2 separate regions of the Hordeum vulgare genome follow, and region 1 is linked to region 2. The links are chromatin contacts, called in public Hi-C maps. All regions are on one chromosome and are shown on one strand. Each heading gives the region's core, a stretch centred on a gene start, on an enhancer-like site or on the middle of the called end of the contact. The rest is flanking DNA. Distances are from core to core; before and after follow the strand shown.

Region 1 (6,601 bases), core at 3,139-5,638, 43 kb before region 2:
CTCAGCAATGGAAGTATGCACTCGATATTTCTTTTGATCTTAGATTGTTACTTGTGCTCTTAGCTAGATAGGTGTTTTTTTAGAAAAGGAGGATGACCCCCGGCCTCTGCATCTGGGAGATGCATGCAGCCATTTTATTGATTATTCTCGAAGACCTTACAAAGCAGTACAATAATATGTCTGAATCCGCCATCTTGGCAACATTTGTCGCTACTCCTATTCATATGATGAAGGGGTGCAAGCTGGACCAAATACCCAGACCTCTCACCTAAGCCTAACATCTAAAGCCGGAGACCCTGACCGAGCCACATACCGGGTCCGGGGCACAAACCGATCCGACACACTCACATGTGTGGTCGCCGCCATCTTCCATTGGTCCATCTTCAGATCAAATTGAGGTACCAGCCTTGGCAGGTGCCTCCGCCATCGACGCCATCATGACGCCAAACGACGACCTCCACCTACGCGAGTCCATCTCCAAGCAACGGACGGAGATCCATGCTAGGATACGGCCGCACCACTGCCGTCGCCCACCACCCACCAGCGCCACCCAGCCCCAAGGTTCCCAAAGCGGCGCCTTTAAGAAGGGAACGGCACCGTGAGCGCCGCCGCCGCCCAACAAAGTTAAGACTTTCGCCCGGGAGTCCTAGGGGAAGGGGAAGTGAGGGGATCAGTCCATACCGACGCCTCCAAGGAAGGGAACGGCGCCCTCAGGCGTCGCCATCGACGCGGCCGGCCATGGCCGACCAGGGATTTCGTCCGAACTAGATCCCCACCACCAGCAGCACCTCTTGTACAAAACCGGCAATCCAAGAAAGCGCGGCCCAACCAGGCTGCCCCGCACGCCGAACAGGGGAGGAGGGGAGAGGCGCCAGATCGCGCGCACCGGCCACCGCAAAAGCCGCCGCAGGACGCCAACGACCACCGGATCTCGCCGCCCGCGCGGCCGAGACGCCGGATCCACCTCCCGCACGGCTGCTAGCCTGCCGTGCCTCGCCAATGGAGCCGCCGCTCCAGATCCGGGTCTCCGCATGCAGATGCAGGGCAGCCTAGGCCCCGCCGCCACCATCCTTGGCGCTTGCCCGGCGGCTGCCTCAGGTGACGACGAGGAAGGGAGGGGGAGGGGGAGGGGGAGGCGGCTAGGGTTGGGAGGGAGGGAGAGAGACGTGGTGTATGAGATGTTAGATTTGAGGGTATGCGTTTTTTACTCATTTGATCATCTGTATTTATTTCAGAATTCACGCTGACACACGTTGACGAGTTCATTGATGAGCTCCTGACCAAGGGCTATAGCTGGGGTATCCCTATAGCTGCGACACTGCCCTCCCCCGCATTCAGAAAAGGTCTGATCCTGTCCCGATCTCTGCCGTGCAATTGAAATTTATCTTGTTTGCCACACCTGTATCTACACTGTCCTCTGCTGCTGCTCAATTTCTCTGATGTTCTGAGATTAGCCACATCTTAAAAGGATACCTTTTGAGATTTTAGTTAATAATTGTTCTCTTCTAGTAAACACATAGTTGTCATGTATGTTCAGTAATATGTTTTTGCTTTAGAGATATTTTCTTTTGACTACTGGTCAATAATCTTAAATACATGTTTGCCTCTTGATGTGCTCCAGATGCCTCGCATTTTTATGGTTCTTTTCGTCAGATGGGTCCTTAAAACTTCTGGAACTCTAGAATCAAGAAGAAGTGCGCTTGAAGATGATTTTGAGGAAGAGGAGGAAGATAAGGAGGATGGAGCGCCCATGGAAGTAGATGAGCCTAACACTCGTGAAAAAGTGAGCATACTTGCTAAATGATCTTCATTGATTCACCTTTTTATAAAATAAAAGGTTCCTCTAATTCTAAAAAATGTTCACATGCTTAAAAAATCATAATTATAAAATACCCATTCTCTTTTAAGAAGTCCATGTGATTTAAAGTGTTCATGAATTTGAAAAATATTCACGATTCCAAATATATTCACGAGTTTAAAAAATATTCATGATTTCGTGGAATTGAGAATGATAGTGTATCTCGGTGACGCAGCAAAATGTGATCATGATCATTGGATATTATGAAAAAAAAATCTTCCGTTGCAACACACGGGCCCTTTTGCTAGTAACACCAATATAGTACAGGCAGTCATCGATGGAAAATTTTCCTCACATAAATATGAGTTGATTAAGGGATAATACAAAATCACACTGCAAAAGACTCATCAAATAACCGCATTATAAATTAACATAGAACACACTCCACCAACTCCCTCACTCACCAAACCAAATATTCAATCAGTTACAAAATATAAGGGGTATTAGAGTTTGGAAAGTCAAATTTCTTTAACTTTGAGGATTCAGATCCAAAGATATCGATATCCCCAATATTAGACGAAAAATATGAAAATTCATTACATGATCAATCTAACGACACCGATTTGATCCTACGGATTTTAATATATTTCTCCAAATTTGATTAGAATTAAAGAGGTTTTAATATTTTTTAAAAGTAATACATCTTATATTTAAAACAGAGTGAATACATTTTTTTTAATAATCCTAACAATACTAACGGCGCAGCAAAGCACGCCCAACACTTCTATTATGCATTAATCCGGACCAAAACAGGGAGTCACGCCATGAACAGACATGGCAAATCCAAGCATTCTCTTTTTTTTGCGCGTGAAACTTTCAATCCATCAATCTTGGTAGTACAAAGATATATACTGGAGATAAAAAATTGCAATCAGGCTCACGGACTAACTAGCGACAACTACAAGCACCGGTGTGATTCACCGGAGCCAAGAAAACCTTGTTGTAGTAGCCAATAAGAAATTTATTGTGCTAAGGCCCTATAGGACCAGCACACCACAATAACAACCATAACTGATGAAGAAAGACGTAGATCAGAAGGATCGAACGTGTAAACTCCCAAACGAAGAAAGACGGAGACCGGATCCCAACAAACCCATGGAAGACCAGCAACGACCGAATTGTGCAAAATCCGACAAAAACACACCCCCACACGCCCCTTGATGACGCTAGGCGCACCATCGAAACGGGGATAAAAGAGACATCATTCCTATTATGGGACAGTGTCGCCGCCACCCAGCCCTAACAAAGACATCGAATCAAACAAGAACGAAAGCATGGTCCCTCCCGCCGGTGGGGGCCCGAGATCCTCTGCACCTCGATGACCCAAAGGCCATCGCAGATGGGGCGGACTAGCGGCTGCGTCGACAGGAGGAGAAGGAAGGACTAAAGTCTTTTCATTCATGCATTCATGAAGCTTATGTAGACTGCACATTCATTCTACATTTGCTTGTCGTATCGTCATTCGTCCGTAGGGATTCATTTTTTACGTCTATAAACACTCAGTAGATTTGTCCAGTGTTATCACTAGAGTACATAGCTTAATAGATCGTGCTAAAATATACTTCCTCTATTTAGAATTACTTGTTGTAGAATAAATATATCTAGATGTATTTTTAATTCTAAATACATCCATTTATATCCATTTTCACGACCAGTAATTCAGGACGGAGTGAGTATACATTAATCTGTTCAGAATTACTTGTTGTAGAATAAATATATCTAGATGTATTTTTAATTCTAAATAAATCCATTTATATTCATTTTCACGACCAATAATTCAGGACGGAGGGAGTATACATTAATCTGAACGGGAATGCAAATTATGAACACACATGGCACATACATGCATGGATGCAGTAAGCTTGATCAAAACAAACACGAGCCTGATTCCTCATCGTCTCCCTCTCTCCTGATCAAACTTTTGTTCTCACTCTGTTGTGAGTCTTCCGAAGAGTGCACCTTAACTTACTCTCAGAGAATATCTTGGCCCCAGGACAACGTGCGCTTCTGTATCCAGGTTCTACAAAACTTCATACCGTCATCCGCCCGTAAGCAAACACATTTTTATTATTACATTTTATTTCAGTCCAACAAACAAGAACCTGAAGAATAGTTGTGCACACCTGCGGTTATTGTGTATACAGAACACCTGTATTTGTTGATCCTGAAGAGGTAGGTATGCGAAAACACTGCAGAGGTTGGTGCACGGGAGGGACTTGTATACAAAAGGAGATCCTGAAGAATCGCACGCCATGCCGCTTTGGCGCATGTTGCCAAACACAAACCAGGCCCTCCCGTTCAACTCTCAAGACAGGCATCAGGCTTGTCTTTCGCAGTTGGCACCGCACTTGCGCTGGGGCATATCATCAGTCAGGACAGGTCTGCCTGCAACCATACGTACAAAGAGCCTCAATGTCCAGCCCACGCGGCCACGACCTCACCTGCTTTTCCTCGCCTCCCATGCTCCCGGGAGACGAAGACAAGATGCAAATCACCTCGCATCGCCTCGCCCTGTTGTTTTCCCCGTGGATTTTGGCTGGGCGCTAGCGCTGGCCATTGTTCCTATCCTCGATTGGGTCCAGGGGTCGCTAGCGTTGCGATGGCGTTTTGTTGGGGTTCCGAAACCAACCCAAGCGCAGGTGGTGGCCGCACGCGACGGAGACACGAGCAGGTGGTGCCGATGACGGAATTGAAGGACGCCTGCGATGCGTCCAAGAAGACACCCGCAAGCCGACGCACAAAAACGCTGTTCGCCAGAAGGCAGCGACCAAGCATGCATTTGGTTTTGTTGCCTCGTTTTCCTGACTTTTGTTTGTTTGTTAGGAGCTCTTTGTACTCTTCTCTCGTCTATAGACAGGTTGGAGTGTGAGGGCAGCGATAAGTTCAAATTTATTTGGGTTTGGACTTATACATGTATGATGCTACTCTCTGTGTGTACGTTTCTGCAAAATTGTGGTATACGCTGCATTTTGTGCGTCCGGCTGAATACTACTCCGTGTTTTATCCGGGCCTGTTGATCAACCCGCTTGTTCTGTTCCCTTCTCTTCTCGTCAGCTAGCAATACACAGAAAAGTCTATGTCGCTCTCCTGAATCACAATGTAACTACTACCTCTGTACCAATTTGAAATGCGAAAACGTATCATGTTTTGATACAGAGGTAGTACTACATTAATCGGCAAGTCCAACCATCAATACATACATATATATTATGTTGGTTTCCTGTCACGGGGTGTCGCCACTATCTTCGTACTCTGAATCAGGCTGACCACCGTTTCAGAAGTTGGTTTAAATCTTTCTACATCCCAAGCTACCAACCATAAGATAAGATCGTTGGTTTGTTTGACTGGGGACTAATTTTTACCAAGCGAAAGTGTGGCAAGTCATCAAAGCACGGCTGGAAAATTGAATGACAAACTTTGATAAAAGTTGGCAAAAAAATGACTATGACAAATGAAGCACAAGGACAATAAAGTGTGGCAAGCCAAACTATGATAAAAACCAAACGCATGTTTACTAAACTGTGACTGTCAGAGTTGGGAAAGTGATCGAAAACCAAACATCTCCATATGTACTACTCCGATGTTTCATTGAGACAAATAACTGAAAATGTCAAGCCACCAAACTTGAAACATGGTAGCTACGAATCATGTTTTTTTTCATTGTCCTGTCCCCAACGTGAAACCCAAGGCCGGCATTGGTTTCAACAAAATGTTCTGCCTACCTGCACAGGGACAAGATTGCGAAATCAGACACCTCACTGGAGCTAGGCTTTCTTGATGAATTGGCTGAACGCAAGGCTTCATCCCGTGTTAAGGACATCTCCAACACCGACTCTCGAACCTTCCGTAACTGTTTGGATCGTGTTATTCATACCACTGAAGACATCCAACGTAATCCAGTATCGGTCAACAGAGCGGTCCGAACGCAATTTTTTTCACAAACCGTGGACAGACATGAAGGGCTTTGCGGGAGCCCACACACGAGAAACATCGCTACCTACTCCCTCCTAGCCCCGTCAAAAGGAAGGCCGAGTCCATGCTTTTGTAGCATCAAACACTGTTTCCGCGCTAATATCTCTCATTTCTCTTCTTCCACTTCTGGCCGCTCTCCGCCTACTTTCGGCTCTTTTTTCCTGTCCTCTCCTTCCTTCCACCGTCAACCGTCGGAGAACCTCCCGTATAGGGTTCATGTTTTTATCTAGTTTTTTAGTTAAACGGTCGAAATATCAACCTTTTTATGTAAATTATATCCGTGCTTGAATGAAATCCGTCCGGTTTGATCGAATTTTATCTGGTTGATTTGAATTATTGGCCCGATGTATACAGCTAGCGTTGGATGTCGTCCTTCTCCATCCGCGTCCATGAACTGCTCTCCCTGTCCGCGGACAGATGCAAGACGAAATTTGTAGGTTGTCATTGAAGATGTCCTAACAAACAAACGCAAGACCAAGAAAAAGACTGAATGTATCAAACAGTTCAGAGCTACCCGCAACATGCAGACAGTATGAACTCATTTGATCGTGGAAAGGTTAGCCGCCATTTTGCTATGCGAAACTTATTGTTTGGACTTTAGCCAAGGCCTGCATGTTTTATCCTACTGTGTGTTGTTTAAGCTTTGACGATCAACTACTCTAACTAGTCATGTTTCAATACAAAATCGTGCCACGGCCGGCTAGCTAGATACATACTCCCTCCGTAAACAAATATAAAAGCGTTTAGATCACTAAAATAGTGATCTAAACA
Region 2 (7,269 bases), core at 3,410-5,909:
AGACGTCCTCTAATTTTGTTGTTGCATGTTTTACGTGGTGACCATGGGTATCTAGTAGGATCGCATCTTACTTACGCAAACACCACAACGGAGATATATGAGTTGCTATTTAACCTCATCCAAGGACCTCCTCGGTCAAATCCGATTCAACTAAAGTTGGAGAAACCGACACTTGCCAGTCATCTTTGAGCAACGGGGTTACTCGTAGCGATGAAACCAGTCTCTCGTAAGCGTACGAGTAATGTCGGTCCAAGCTGCTTCAATCCAACAATACTGCGGAATCAAGAAAAGACTAAGGAGGGCAGCAAAACGCACATCACCGCCCACAAAAACTTTTGTGTTCTACTCGAGAAGACATCTACGCATGAACCTAGCTCATGATGCCACTGTTGGGGAACGTCGCATGGGAAACAAAAAATTTCCTACGCGCACGAAGACCTATCATGGTGATGTCCATCTACGAGAGGGGATGAGTGATCTACGTACCCTTGTAGACCGTACAGCAGAAGCATTAGTGAACGCGGTTGATGTAGTGGAACGTCCTCACGTCCCTCGATCCGCCCCGCGAACAATCCCGCGATCAGTCCCACGATCTAGTACCGAACGGACGGCACCTCCGCGTTTAGCACACGTACAGCTCGACGATGATCTCGCCCTTCTTGATCCAGCAAGAGAGACGGAGAGGTAGAAGAGTTCTCCGGCAGCGTGACGGCGCTCCGGAGGTTGGTGATGATCTCGTCTCAGCAGGGCTCCGCCCGAGCTCCGCAGAAACGCGATCTAGAGGAAAAACCGTGGAGGTATGTGGTCGGGCTGCCGTGGAAAAGCCGTCACAAATCAGCCCTAAAACCTCCGTATATATAGGTGGGAGAGGGGGGCCTTGCCTTGGGGCTCAAGGAGCCCCAAGGGGGTCGGCCGAGCCAAGGGGGGGAGGTCTCCCCCCCAAACCGAGTTGGACTTGGTTTGGTGGGTGGGAGTCCTTCCTTCCTTTCCCACCTCCTCCTTTTTTTTCTTTCTCTTTGATTTTTCCTTCCAATGCGCATAGGGCCCTTTTGGGCTGTCCCACCAGCCCACTAAGGGCTGGTGCGCCACCCTCAAGGCCAATGGGCTTCCCCGGGGTGGGTTGCCCCCTCCCGGTGAACTCCCGGAACCCATTCGTCATTCCCGGTAACTCCGAAAACCTTCCGGTAATCAAATGAGGTCATCCTATATATCAATCTTCGTTTCCGGACCATTCCGGAAACCCTCGTGACGTCCGTGATCTCATCCGGGACTCCGAACAACATTCGGTAACCAACCATATAACTCAAATACGCATAAAACAACGTCGAACCTTAAGTGTGCAGACCCTGCGGGTTCGAGAACTATGTAGACATGACCCGAGAAACTCCTCGGTCAATATCCAATAGCGGGACCTGGATGCCCATATTGGATCCTACATATTCTATGAAGAACTTATCGTTTGAACCTCAGTGTCAAGGATTCATATAATCCCGTATGTCATTCCCTTTGTCCTTCGGTATGTTACTTGCCCGAGATTCGATCGTCAGTATCCGCATACCTATTTCAATCTCGTTTACCGGCAAGTATCTTTACTCGTTCCGTAATACAAGATCACGCAACTTACACTAAGTCACATTGCTTGCAAGGCTTGTGTGTGATGTTGTATTACCGAGTGGGCCCCGACATACCTCTCCGTCACACGGAGTGACAAATCCCAGTCTTGATCCATACTAACTCAACTAACACCTTCGGAGATACCTGTAGAGCATCTTTATAGTCACCCAGTTACGTTGCGACGTTTGATACACACAAAGTATTCCTCCGGTGTCAGTGAGTTATATGATCTCATGGTCATGGGAACAAATACTTGACACGCAGAAAACAGTAGCAACAAAATGACACGATCAACATGCTACGTCTATTAGTTTGGGTCTATTCCATCACGTGATTCTCCTAATGACGTGATCCAGTTATCAAGCAACAACACCTTGTTCATAATCAGAAGACACTGACTATCTTGGATCAACTGGCTAGCCAACTAGAGGCTTGCTAGGGATAGTGTTTTGTCTATATATCCACACATGTAAATGAGTCTTCATTCAATACAATTATAGCATGGATAATAAACGATTATCTTGATACAGGAATTATAATAATAACTATATTTATTATTGCCTCTAGGGCATAATTCCAACAATTTTATGCTAAAATTTTACACGCATACACATGACATCCTTCCTTACTTGCATATTTGTTTTCAGATTTTTTTTTGAAACCAAAAAGTTTGAATTTTTAATTTTTCAAAAATTTCGCCCACCGTGGAGCTCGGCTCCAAACGCCCATTCTCCATTTCAAGAGCATATGTACGCTATCTATAGTTTATATGAAGGCCAGAAATATCACGTGTCTTACAAGTGTTGATTCCTTCCTTCCGATGGTCTCAGTAGCATGTTTAATTATATATTACTTTTATACAATATTATACAAGTAAATACATCCGTAATAGAGGAAACTGGATCTCTTGGGTTCAGGTGCTACCTTTGAAAGCAAGAATTTGATAGCCATTATGAAGATAGCCCATGAAAAGGTTCTCGATATGTTAGGTCAATTTGAATTATCAGTATAGAAATCTTGTAATAAAATAGCTTGACATGTATTTTCATCAAGCTATAAGAGGAAAACATATGGATGATAATGAACAGAACCATACACGACCTAACATGACTCTAAAGAGCAGATATTAAAAATCAGGTGAAAAAATGAAGGCCTCTGTTGTTTGCAATAATTAATTGATTATTAGCATGAGATTTTGAAAACATTCACTCACCTCTAGAAGGACATAGAAGATAGATAAACTATATCAGTATTTTGGTGTGCCTTTCAAGCAGCTTCAGTGCTACAAAAGATATGTCATGGTAGCAATCTGCTACCATAATAATCTCCCTGTCGAAAATAAGTACTGCGTTCCTATTTAATCAAATAATGGGCACACGTTTTTGTAATAGAAATATAGCACAACCTCATTGACTGCCCCTAGTAGTCCATATTCTACTGATGTTACAACTTACAAGCACGAATTCCACTTTGTCTGGCAAAAAAACACCACTCAACAATTAAAAGAACATAATGACCAATATTGTGTTTAAATGGGCTACAGTGACCGCAGTTCATTTTTTTAAATAATTACACGAACATTATCTTAAATAAGTTAATATATTTGTATGTATAATATTTTTTATGTACTCTTACAAAATACTATGAAAAAAAAACATGTGACAGGTCATTTAAGGCATATGTTTGTGCTTGTCTATAGGTCATTACGGATAGAAATCCCATTTATACAACAAGTGATACATGATGTGGTAGCTACCCTGTTCGTGCTGGCATTTAAGGTCGCGTGTTCGAACCTGGGCAGTCCTTAATTTTGCGTCCTCATTTCCCTTTGTTTGTATTGTGCCCTGACGGGTGGGACCCAATTGACATAGTCACGTTTCAGCGTTTTTTAAGAAAAAATTGAGAGGCTTTCTATGAGAAAAAGTAAAATAGCACGATGCTTTTCGCAAAAAGTAGGCCACACGGCCCTCCCCGCCTTCCGATCACTAACATTAGGTCCCATGCCATGTTGGCATTCCTTGTCAACACTTTATATGTATACAAAATGTGATTAGCATCTTAGATGCACGATCAAATCATTTTTTATCACTGATTCAATGTATGTTGCAAGTTTTAGCATTAAACTGTTTTTTTGTCAAGTTCAAACGCCTGTGGTGTAATTGAGTCTAAAAAGACACTGAAACAACCCAGTCTAAGACACATGCATGGCAGGGTGAGAAAAACAAAAATGCTAGACATATAAAAAGTTACATAAGGTTACATGCTGACTATGATTCTTTCTTTCTAAGTAACCACTCCCCCTCTGATTTTTAAGGGGGGTGGGGCCCTCATTCTTCTGAATCTCCAATCAAAATCCACCTCTTTGTAAAATCCATATAATGTGTAGCATTGCTGCGAGAAAAAGGGCCTACAGCCGACGCAGACAAGGAGCACATCACAAACAACGACCGTGGCATGTGCAAAAAGACTAGCAACGGAAAAACGGATTTCGCTGGAGCTAGCGTGGAGCACAAATATTAGATCATGTGGTAGGATGTTAGATATGACATAATTAATTTTCATCTAAATGTGAATTAGTAAATCCGAACAAACATATATGAAGTCCCGAAAGTCCACCCCACGCCGGACGCCACGTTCTCTCCTAGGTCGCCTTGCGCCCAAAGCTCGGCTCCCCGGAGACAAAGACAAGAGGCAAACCACACCGCATCACGTTGCCCTGCTGCTTTCCCCGTAGTTTTTGGTTGATCGCCTGGCGCTGGCCCTTGTTTGTTGCTACCCTGGATGATGGATACAGTGCGTCCAAACCGGATAGGCTCCGTAGTCGCTAGCTCCTGGATCGCGTTCTGCTGGGTTCGGAAACGGTCGAACGAGACCAAAAGCGTCGGCCTCGTGACGGAGACACGAGCTAGCAGGTGGCGCCGGTGACGGAATTCAAGGCCGCGCGCAGCTGCCTTCGATGCGTCCAAGCACAAAACCTTGCTCCGCGACAAGGCGTGGTGGCTGTTGTCCGCTTGTTCCCACACCCCTTTCTCATGTCCCGATCCCTATCTATCTGCGTCCCCATGGATGCACCTTTGCAAGGTTGCTACCATGCCACGGGCCGTGCTTTCTCCCTCGATCTCTGTCGTGTTTGTTCGTACGCTTCTTTCGTCCTCTTTCATTGCAAGCGATGAGTCCAAATTTAATTGTTTTGGATGCTCTTGGAGCTGTTTCTGTCACGAGTTAAAAGCCGGTCCCGTCTGCTCCCCATCACCCGTATATATGCACTTAACTTGAAGTGCACCTGTGGCAAACTGCCAAAAGGAACCCAAATCATTATTGACCGTACACACCAGCACTATGGTATCTAGCAGGACTTAGGCTACGAGCCGTTGCTGCACTATGGTATGCACTATGCAGTGCAGCAGCAACAAAAACAAAATGTGGTTTTTCTCTCGAATTCTTGATCAACTTGCGTTCCAAGTCCCCTCCTTTCTCGTCATGTAGCAATGCTTAAAGAAACAGGGTCGCTATAACGTCTATACGTGTGATGGTAGCAAGAATATTCCACATGTTTAATGATTATAGATTGCGTCACGTCAATACATGCATGCATAAGTGGCAAAACTGATGATGTTAAAAGGAATCTTTTGTATTTTTAGTTTTTTTAAGTGTTTTATCTTTTAAATAAAAAATCATATTGAAAAACCGTTTTCATCTTCAAATCAGTCGTGACGAGATCTTTGAAACTAGATCTGATATTGATATGTTTCGACGACTTATTTTTGGTTTAAAAATTGTCATGTCTATTGCACATAAATTTTCATCATGATTACACTAAAGTTGCCATGATATATTTCAATTACTTTTTTTATGTTTAAAATAAACTTTGACGTGTTATAAAACAGGAAATTAACAAACTAAACTTGTCATAATGAATTACTAAAATTTGGCATGATCCATGAAATAATTGTGACATGGTTCATAAGTAAAAAAGAAATATGTTGCCAGTAATTTTAAAAATGCATGATCACTCGCTCAAATTTGCCATGAACCCTAAACTAAAACTGCCATGGTGAATTACTTAAATTTGCCATGATACATGCACTAAAATTTGCCATTGTACATACAAAAAAATGTTTTTCATGTTCAAAATACTAGATTTGTTATGGTCAAAATACAAAAAATTTCATGGTAAATTACTTAAATTTGCCATGATACATGCACTAAAATTTGCCGTGGTACTTACAAAAAAATGTTTTTCATGTTCAAAATACTAGATTTGTTATGGACAAAATACTAAAATTGTCATGGTAAACTCGATTTGCCATGATGATTTACCAAAAGTAACCATGATCCATGAATTAAATGTGTCGTGATTAATTACTAAAATTTGCCATGACCAATTAATAAAAATTGTCGTGAAAAGTAGTTGAAATACAATGGTAACTTGAAATCTATAAAAAACGAGATGAAATATGTCGTGGCAATTTTATTGAAAACCCTATGACAACTTCAGTATAAACATGTGGCAACTTGTAGCCCCTAAAAAAGTCATCAAAACCTATTAATATGGGATTTACTTTTAAAGATCTCGTCAGGACGGATTTAATGATGAAAACGTTGTTTAATTGGATTTTTGTTTAAGAGATAAAACATTTTTAAGTCTAAAAACCAAAAAAATTATGTTGATATCATATGTTTGTTGTGTCAATATGAATGATTACAAATGTGTATGAACCATATTGTCTCCTGTCGCACGTGTGAACGTCATCATTTAGGAAGAAACAACAACAAAATCTGTGTGTCACTTTCATGAATCAAATACATTTAGCATACACTAAGTGCATTACATGCGTATCGGACCGTTTTTTAGAGCATTTCTAGCAGACCCCGTAAACTGGTCAAACCCGTAAAAAATGAGGTGTATACAATTTCGGTCAGAAAAACAGCACGGAGCAGACCCCATAAAACTTGTTCGGCCTTAAAATTTTTAAGGGACACGGTAAATTCATCCGTGAAAATCTTATATGCACAGTTTCGAATGCAATATACAGTTCAACCCATAGACTGGCCAAACCTCGTCGGAGGAGACGCGTCGCAGCGGAACTAGCCGGAATGTACTGGAACTCACCGGAATCCATCGCCGCACACCGAAAGAAACCGCTGCATGCCGGAAATTGCCACCGTCGGTCTGAATTGCGGTCGGTTCGACCTCCACCGCCGAGGTGAGGCCGTCCACGGGTAGGGCGGAACAGGCCACCGGCAGCCTGAATCAGGGTGGGGCGGCACCGGAAAAGAGTGAGGCGAGGGCGGGGGAGCTCATGCGGCCACGTCGGGGAATACGCGTGCGGCGGCGGGCAATGTCGGGCTTAAATAGGGGGCGGGCGGGCCGGCTAGGGAGCGTGTGGTCGAGGCGGACGACGCAGGGCTCCTCCACTCCATGCGTGGCCCGGAACGGGCGGTGCCACGACGAGGCAAGGGTGAGGCGGGCGGCGGCGGGGCGAGCCGGGGCGCCGGGGCGAGGCACGCCGTGGTCGGAGACGGCTTGCTGGGATGGGAGGACAAAAAACGAGCTACAGTTTTATTTATAGAGTCTGCTATGTTTGAGGCAATTTCGTACCGTAAAACAGTTTACGGTGTCATGTGTTTTTAAGGATCGATTTTTATGATGAG

What was found. Hi-C and Micro-C count contacts between places; a contact is called where the count stands out from the background.
Region 1: a contact with region 2 is called in a Hi-C map of leaf, with 2.2 times the contacts expected there. The contact joins two enhancer-like sites. A contact is called at or near these places in 3 of 6 Hi-C or Micro-C datasets (leaf and seedling).

The regions. Positions count from the first base shown.
Region 1 is chr3H:595,385,563-595,392,163 of MorexV3_pseudomolecules_assembly, reverse strand. It overlaps the pseudogene LOC123442168. Among protein-coding and RNA genes, the nearest start is that of LOC123440929, 69 kb to the left of the region's middle. Within about 2 kb of position 4,388, at least 3 of the 3 cell types and tissues checked have open chromatin away from gene starts, as enhancers often do. A contact at or near this core is called in leaf and seedling, where this site is marked.
Region 2 is chr3H:595,342,306-595,349,574 of MorexV3_pseudomolecules_assembly, reverse strand. No RefSeq gene overlaps it. Among protein-coding and RNA genes, the nearest start is that of LOC123445479, 100 kb to the right of the region's middle. Within about 2 kb of position 4,659, at least 3 of the 3 cell types and tissues checked have open chromatin away from gene starts, as enhancers often do. A contact at or near this core is called in leaf and seedling, where this site is marked.